Regions from separate parts of the Mus musculus genome. Here region 2 is linked to region 1. Evidence: chromatin contacts called from public Micro-C data. All regions are on one chromosome and are shown on one strand. The core of a region is the stretch at or near the end of the contact, and the rest is flanking DNA. Distances in the headings are between cores, read along the strand shown.

What was found. Hi-C and Micro-C count contacts between places; a contact is called where the count stands out from the background.
Region 2: a Micro-C map of granulosa cells shows a contact between it and region 1, with 1.9 times the contacts expected there. The contact joins two enhancer-like sites. A contact is called at or near these places in 1 of 15 datasets of contacts at CTCF or cohesin (the NIH/3T3 cell line), 7 of 484 Hi-C or Micro-C datasets (3T3-L1-derived adipocytes, Sertoli cells, granulosa cells and 2 more) and 1 of 115 datasets of contacts at active chromatin or transcription factors (embryonic fibroblasts).

The regions. Positions count from the first base shown.
Region 1 is chr13:90,512,028-90,515,981 of GRCm38.p6, reverse strand. All of the region lies in intron 1 of Gm35111 (a long non-coding RNA gene), which reads left to right. Among named protein-coding and RNA genes, the nearest start is that of Gm35111, 35 kb to the left of the region's middle. Within about 2 kb of position 1,896, at least 62 of the 459 cell types and tissues checked have an H3K27ac peak or open chromatin away from gene starts, as enhancers often do. A contact at or near this core is called in granulosa cells, where this site is marked.
Region 2 is chr13:90,737,086-90,740,651 of GRCm38.p6, reverse strand. No RefSeq gene overlaps it. Among named protein-coding and RNA genes, the nearest start is that of Atp6ap1l, 170 kb to the left of the region's middle. Within about 2 kb of position 1,906, at least 9 of the 459 cell types and tissues checked have an H3K27ac peak or open chromatin away from gene starts, as enhancers often do. A contact at or near this core is called in granulosa cells, where this site is marked.

The DNA of each region.
Region 1 (3,954 bases), core at 647-3,146:
AGCTTCTAGGACATGCTGCATTTTTTTTCTCTCCCCAGAAATCAGTAAGCCACACTAGAGGGCAGGCTAACCTAGACCTTTATTCAACCCCTGCCCCCCACCCAAGAACAAGAATTTGCTCCCTTGTGTCTGATATAAGCATTATAGAAATAGAAGCCTACAGTTGAAAAAAATTGTGGCACTCTACGGAGCAAGCAACAGAGATTGTAGTTTGTGTGATACATCTATTTTACTCTGTGCTTGGAACATGTAAGGACAGCGCCACTTTAAGTAAAGCTTAAGGAAAAGTAAACCAACAAAAGGCAATGAAAATAGTGAATAACATGTCGTTATTAACTTGAATGAATTAATTAATATGTTATCAGAAATTAATACTATCAGACTAAATTAATATTAGAAAAGGGGTATTTCTTGACCAGTAACATCTTCTGTACAGGAATAGAAAATACAGTAGACATTGTCACTGCGGTGCAAGTCAGATACATAATGCTAGTTTGCATCTGATATCCTGCTTTTATTTCATTTTCTTCAGTGTGGTCATCAAGCACTAAAGGACTTGAGAATATAAGCTGTATAAAGTGGACTGTCTTAGGAACAAGGTTAATATTCTTCCTCCTGGACTTGCCCCATACCACCTCAGACTCCTCAGCCCTCCCAAGGAGTTTAGGATGTAGTAGAAAGTCACATAAAATTTCCAATCTGAACACTGAGCATATGTATTGTTAAAACATTGGTTGATAGCCACAACTGGCTTCTTGCTATTCTTTGAAAATATCTATGTAGAAGATTATCCTATTTTCCATATGTTCTGTGCTAGTCCAGCTTCTCCACAGACATGGAGACAACAAGATATACATAGCAGTCGATTTGTCAAAGAGGCTTGTTGCGTGCAATTCTGCAGTCTGAGAGGTTTCAGATCTGTAGTTAAAGACAAATGTAATGCCACATTTCAGTAATCTGTGCATTTGGGAAGCCAAGGCAAGAGGATTACCAAAACTTTGAAAATAGCGTGGGCTTCCAAGGAAGACATTTTCTTATAAATGGACAAAAACAAAATCAAAACAAAAAACAAACAAACCTAGAGTCTGCAGACTGGAGACAGTGACGTGGTTTCACATCTGAGTGTAAAGCCCTAAAACCCATGAGAGCTCAGGATATAATATCATGTCTGAGTCAGAGTCTAAGAGACGCAACTGATGCTGCAGCTTACAGATGGAGCTCTGGAGTTCTTTTTGCTCACCTATTCATCCAGGCTTTCAGTAGGCCAGATGAATCTTCTCTGAAGACTGCTTTATTGCTTTTGGGGGTCTACAGATCCAAATGTTAATTTCATCCAGAACTGACCTCCCAGACACAACTAGAAGAATATTTTCACCAAATCTGAGCACCTCAAGGCTCAGTGTCACAAACATCCAATCATCTCAGCTACTCTTTGCTTTGTGCTTACTTTTATGCTTTAGAGAATGCAAAAATCCCTCTCTGCAAGCATCTCAACCTGAAGCATTGGTTCCCACTTGCAAACTGTGAGTTATGATGTGCGTGTTAAGGTCATCACAAGAGCTTACTGTGGTCAGAAGAAATTGTTTAAACCAAGCACAGTCTTCATGTGCCTTATAAAAATGAAGTGTAGATAGATTTCATAATTTGAGCAATATGAAATTTATACTACTTTTTCTAAATCTTAGTCATAGGCTTAGAAAATACATTGCACATTTATTTCAAAGTCTAAACAATGATAGCTAAAGCAAGAAGTCCCCAGAGATGACCAGTCTGACCAACAAAATAAAAATTCCTCTGACTAATCTGTTCACGTTAAAGTGGTGCACAGTGTATCTCTGGTGGGCTTGGTTCATTAGGATAAATGTAACATGAGCTCAGTGATGGTAGAGGCAAGAGTGAACAAGACATGAGTAAGCGTGTCCTCACAATTAATAATAACGGAGCCACAAGAACACCCCGTGCTGGGAGACTCCTTTCCCTCTCATGACTCATTTGTCAGAGATTTCCTTTGTTTGCTACTTTTCTCAAATAGCATTTCCTCTCACCAAAGAAGACACTCTAGTTCTTTGGGTTGATCTGTTGCTTTTGTTTAGTGACCAGGACTGGGCCCTTTAAATAGTGAGCCTCCTAGTGATGGTAGAAGTGACGAAAGATGGACTAAAAGATCAGGAAAAGGGATGCTGTATCAGACAGAGATGTTTTTGTTCTTTTGTTCTTATGTTTATAAGCCCAAAACATTAAATGTCTAAATTTTTAACTTTCCTTTATCCTTCAAGAATTCAGTGGAGTAAGACAAGACCTAAAGTTAGTATATATTAGAAATATCATGTACAACCAAAATTATCCTGTAAAGTATTTTTAAAATTATTTTTATTTTGTGTATATGAGTGTATATTACTGTATTACAAAACATTTTGAAAGTCTTGGTTGGCCTTGGTACTGTCTGATATGAGGATGTGTTAACCATGGTTTTCTGAGTATCTCCTTGTCATCTTTCCTTACCCCTCAGCTTGTGTTTGTTGAATAAAATAGAATCTGGGGTTGTGAGGCAATTTTCTTCCACGAGTTTTTGCTTTTATGTAAATTCAGACAATAATAAAACTGCAATGATAGGATAAAACTCCCCAGTGGTAGATTTTAATATTTGCCTTATTTTTTCTTGATTTCTCATTCCTGTGGTTTTGAGTATATTCATAAACAATGTGTACCCTTGTTTGTGTATGTATCATATTATGTCTGAGAGTGATCCAATCAGTGATCCCCTAAATGATGACTTGGTCCAGAAAAAAACGCATCCTAGCAACAGTGAAGAATAAAAGATCTTTGGCACATGTCTAGTAAGGATGCTATTTGGGTTTACTTAGGAAAATCTTCACTAAACCAAAATAAAATATGTCTTTTTCTAATTTACATTACTAATGTGCTATTACACTCTCTTGGCTTTTTTTAAACATACAGATGTGAATGGCATGTATGATCTCATGAATAATTCAAAGACCCACTGTGAGTTCTTGCCCCTGGATTCTATTGTTCCCCAGCCAAGGACGATGACTTTCAGTTTTGCTGGAGCTGGAAGATCCTCAAAGGCAATTTTATTATTATTATTATTAATATTGCTACAAGTGATTATTGTGATTATAAATGATTTTTTACCAGCAATTATTAAGATCTTGCATTGTATAGTCTTCAAACATCAAGACACATCTCACACATTTCAAAATGTAAATTACTCCATCGTAATATGTGTTTGGCTGTGGGGTTGCTTACTAAGTCGCTGCCTTGTGAAGAGTTAAATGCTTTTAATGATTTGGAGCTTTGCAGTGACTCAATACGTAGATTATACTCTCTTTAACAATATGTTCCAGGTCACAGAAAACAATAAAGCCTGTGAGAACAGAGTAGAGAACCACCAAGGAAGATAGATCAGTCAGGCCCAATTGTCATCTCCTGAATACCACTGCCAGCTGCTGTACTAAGGGTTTGTGGTATGATTTGAGCATGGCTTCCAAATTGTAGTAAATTTGACTAATCCCTTGGATTGCCATTGTTTACAAAACACACTGACTTACTTAAGTCAGCACATCTCATCCCTCAAAAAGCTTTCTTCTTTTCTGACGTGTGTCAGAAATAAGTAGTAAGATGATGAGCAACTGTTTCACAGTTCATGGGAAGCCATTGTTTCAAAGGAGTGCCTAGGGAAGGCCAGGGAGCCAGCTATGTGCATTTATCATTTATGTTGTGTGGATTTTGGGCACAGAAATAAACATACCTCAACAAATACTTGTAACTAGACAAAAATGACTCTTGTGAATATTGCACAGGGCCAGCATGCTGTACAAGCAGACTTATAATAAAATACATGAAAATAGAAAATGCATGTCCTGCTTCTGGGTCTCTGGGGTACCAGTGCTCTACCCTCACAGCCTTGGGTGAATTACCTATGGGACTGAGGGG
Region 2 (3,566 bases), core at 657-3,156, 220 kb before region 1:
GGAAAAGGCAGTTGATTTTTGTGCTATTGGTGATCGAAGGGCATACAACATCTTAAAGCATCTTGATTCCTACAGAGCAGAAGCTTATGCAGGGGAGCACAGTGGAAACATCAGTTGATCATAGTGTGACCTCTGTCTTCAGTCAGGGCCAGACACTGAGCACTGTAGTGGAAGATAAATATATGAAAGAGTTGGTGAAAGATGCTGTTGTGTGAATAGAGGGTGGTGTTGACAGAAGATTCCCATGTTCAAGGTCTCATACTTAGTTCTGAATGGCCGGGAAGGAGCCCTTCATTGAGTCTGGGATACTGTGCCCATCAATTTCCTCATCTCTGCCACAGTTGCTCTTTGTAGATACAGCTCTCTCTGATCATTGTATAACAAATCCAGTCTAGGTGGTTTTATATGCAAAATATTGTTTTCTTTATAACAAATGCAAAACCTGAGGTATATAGTGTTTACTTTCAAGTTTCATATAGGTTTTTATTTTTTTTGTTAGACTTTGAACTTATGGTCACCTGACTTCCAAGCTTGAGCTTTTAGCCATTTCTGAAGTAAGGTTGTATGACTTTAATAGAAGGGCAGAGTCAAGAGGATTCCTATGTAATGGAAATGGGACTTTCCCAAATCCATATCATTTTATTACATGCAATATAATGATGCAAAGTCTCTCTGGGTGGAGGCCACATTCCACAGATGAGTTAGGTGTGTCATGGGACCATCTTGAGACTACTGCCGTGAAGGAATGTAGAACTCATCCTTGTGTCTAACTTCTTGCCAGGGAGAAAGTGAGAGGCTAGGGAGAAGGAGGTCTTAGTGAAAGCAGCAAGTCTCTTGTCTCTGGACTCTAATAAGATGAGGAAGCCTTCTTCTCCAGAGGCATTTGTCTTACTGACTCTTGAACCAGTGGCTGTAAAGTGTACATGCTTCTCTTCTTACCTTAAGCATCTGGGCTGTGCAGATATCTGTGTTCAGTTTTCTAGCTACAAGAATGTACCCTGCCCCAAGAAGGTCAGACCATGTTTAGGGCATCTGCCCAGGCCTCATTGTTTTATAGTGTTTGAGACCATGGCATTGTGTACTAGTTTAGAAGAGTTCTTTGGTATACTGCCCATCTATCATAGTGCACAATTGTCATTTTTAGTTTTTACTAACTTTTTGTATTAAACCCCACTCATTTTGACATTAGTAAACATATCCAGGTTTTCTTTTGGTTTGTATTATCCCAGTAGATCTTTCTTCATTCATTTAAATTCAATCTCTATTCTGACATTTCAGATGTGTCCATACTATTCTAAAGATTATAGAGGACAATTTGGCTCTTTTAACCCAGTCAGCAATCCTTTTTAGTAGTCTATTTATTCTTGATGGACTTTGATTGTTTTCTATCATTTTCCCTTTCCACTTTGTACCCTGTATTTTCTTTGTGCAGCCTCCCCTCTTCTGTAATCAGTTGTGCCGACTGACTTTTATTGATTGTCTCTGCTGGCTTAGGTGTTATCCATCCCACTCCTATCCTTTTTAATATTCACTTTGAAAAACCTAACTCTCATGCAATGACATCTAGAGCTGCTCAATACATTCACAGTTAGATATTTAAGCAACCATTCCTACTAAGTTTGGCCATTCCTACTAAGTCATTGTTCAGTTGCTCAAAGCTACTTTTCTCCCCCTTTCTGTTGCTGTAGGAGGCAGAATTCTCCATACAGACAAGGAGGTGTGTGTGTGTGTGTGTGTGTGTGTGTGTGTGTGTGTGTGTGTGTGTGTTGGGAGGTCAGGTAGATTTTTTATGGAATGAACTCATAACTTTGGAGGCTGGAATTCCAGAATCTGTAAGAAAGGAATGCCAAGTGTTGGTATCGAGGAAAGTGCTGCAGTTTAATTTCAAGGGCTGTCTGTTGGCAGAATGCCTTCTGCTCTAGGAAGGTCAGTGTTTTTTTCTTAGTCTGCAAGTATTTTGTGGTTAGTATATTGAATGTTCTACCAAACCTCATTTCTTGGAGATTTAGTACACAGTTCATGGTGCTACTGGGACATGCTGTTTAGGAGGTGGCGACTGGTTGAAGAAAGTCACTGGGCACATGTCCACGTAATAGAAACTGCTTCTCTCTCAGCTTCATGTTCTGGATGTCATGAGAAATTTCTTTCTTCCATTAATACTCCTGCTGTGATGGGCTTTCTCACCATGGGCCCAAATGCAATGGAAATAAGCAACTGCAGACAGAAAGTTGGAAAGCATGAGTCAAAAGGAACCCCTTTATCCTAACTTGATTATCCCTCCTATTTAGTTATACCAATGTACAGCTGACCAAAAGGGTTAGCTGAGGCCCACTCAAATCAGGGAAGTAAAGTTGTTTGACTCAAATGTTAATTCCTATAAAAAGGCTCTTATGAAAACACGAGATCTAGTATCCTGGCTCTGCCTTATGTGTGTGTAAAACTAACCATTATAATTACCTATACTAATTATGATTCTCACTACTTTTCTATTTAGGGGTTTACATTTGCTTATATGGTCATAATGTTTCCTCTTGTCCTGGCTAGCTTTGTCAACTTGATGATGAGTTACAATCATTTAGGAAGAGGGGACCTCAACTGAAACAAAACAAAACAAAACAAAACAAAACAAAACAAAACAAAACAAAACATTCCCACCAGATTGGCCTTTGGGCAAGCCCGTGGAGGCATTTTCTTCATTAATGATTGATATGGGATGGTCCAGCCAATTGAAGGAAAGTGCCACCTCTGGGATAGTGGTCCTGAGTTGTATAATTTGTTTAAGAAAGCAAGTTGACAAGCCATGAAAAGCAAGAAATAAGCAGCGTTTCTCTGTCACTGCATCAATTCCTGCCCCTAGGTTCCTGTTTGTGTTCCTGGCCTCAGTTCCCTCAATGGTGGGTTGCAGTGGGGATTAAGCATAATAAACCCTTTCCTCTTTGCTTATGGTCATGGTGTTTTATCACAGCAAAGGGAACCATGACTAAGACACCTTTTAAGTCAGATTCATTCCATTCTCTAGACTTAAAACCCTGGAGAAAAAGAACTATGCCCAGATAGAGATGTTAGAATATGAATATATTGCCATGTATTTAAGCATTAGTGTCACCATAACTAGTAAGACTAAAATGTTTTGGAAATTATTTATGTCTTCAGACTTTTAGGTTGTTAAAATGTCTACTTTCACTGTTTTTTCTTCTTGCCTCCTATCTCACTTCCTCTCTCCCCTCCTTCTTCTCTTTAGAAATACCTTTCACCACCCCCTTTAACCTCTAAATACATACAATCCTCCTTTAACCTCTAAATGCTTAAGATCTCGCTGTATCCGGCATTAACATGGGACAATATTCTACAATTTTATTATTATGAATGAAGACATGGGCATTTTTTGACATGGGCATTTTACTTGTCATATTAAAACCATACTTACCTAAGAATCAATTATTTTTGAATTTGGAAAAATTGTACACAATGTTCAGATATTATTTTACACATTACATCATCATTAATAATTTCTGAGATTGGCTATATGTAATTGATGATTCTTAACCTCTCTTTCATATTTTCCA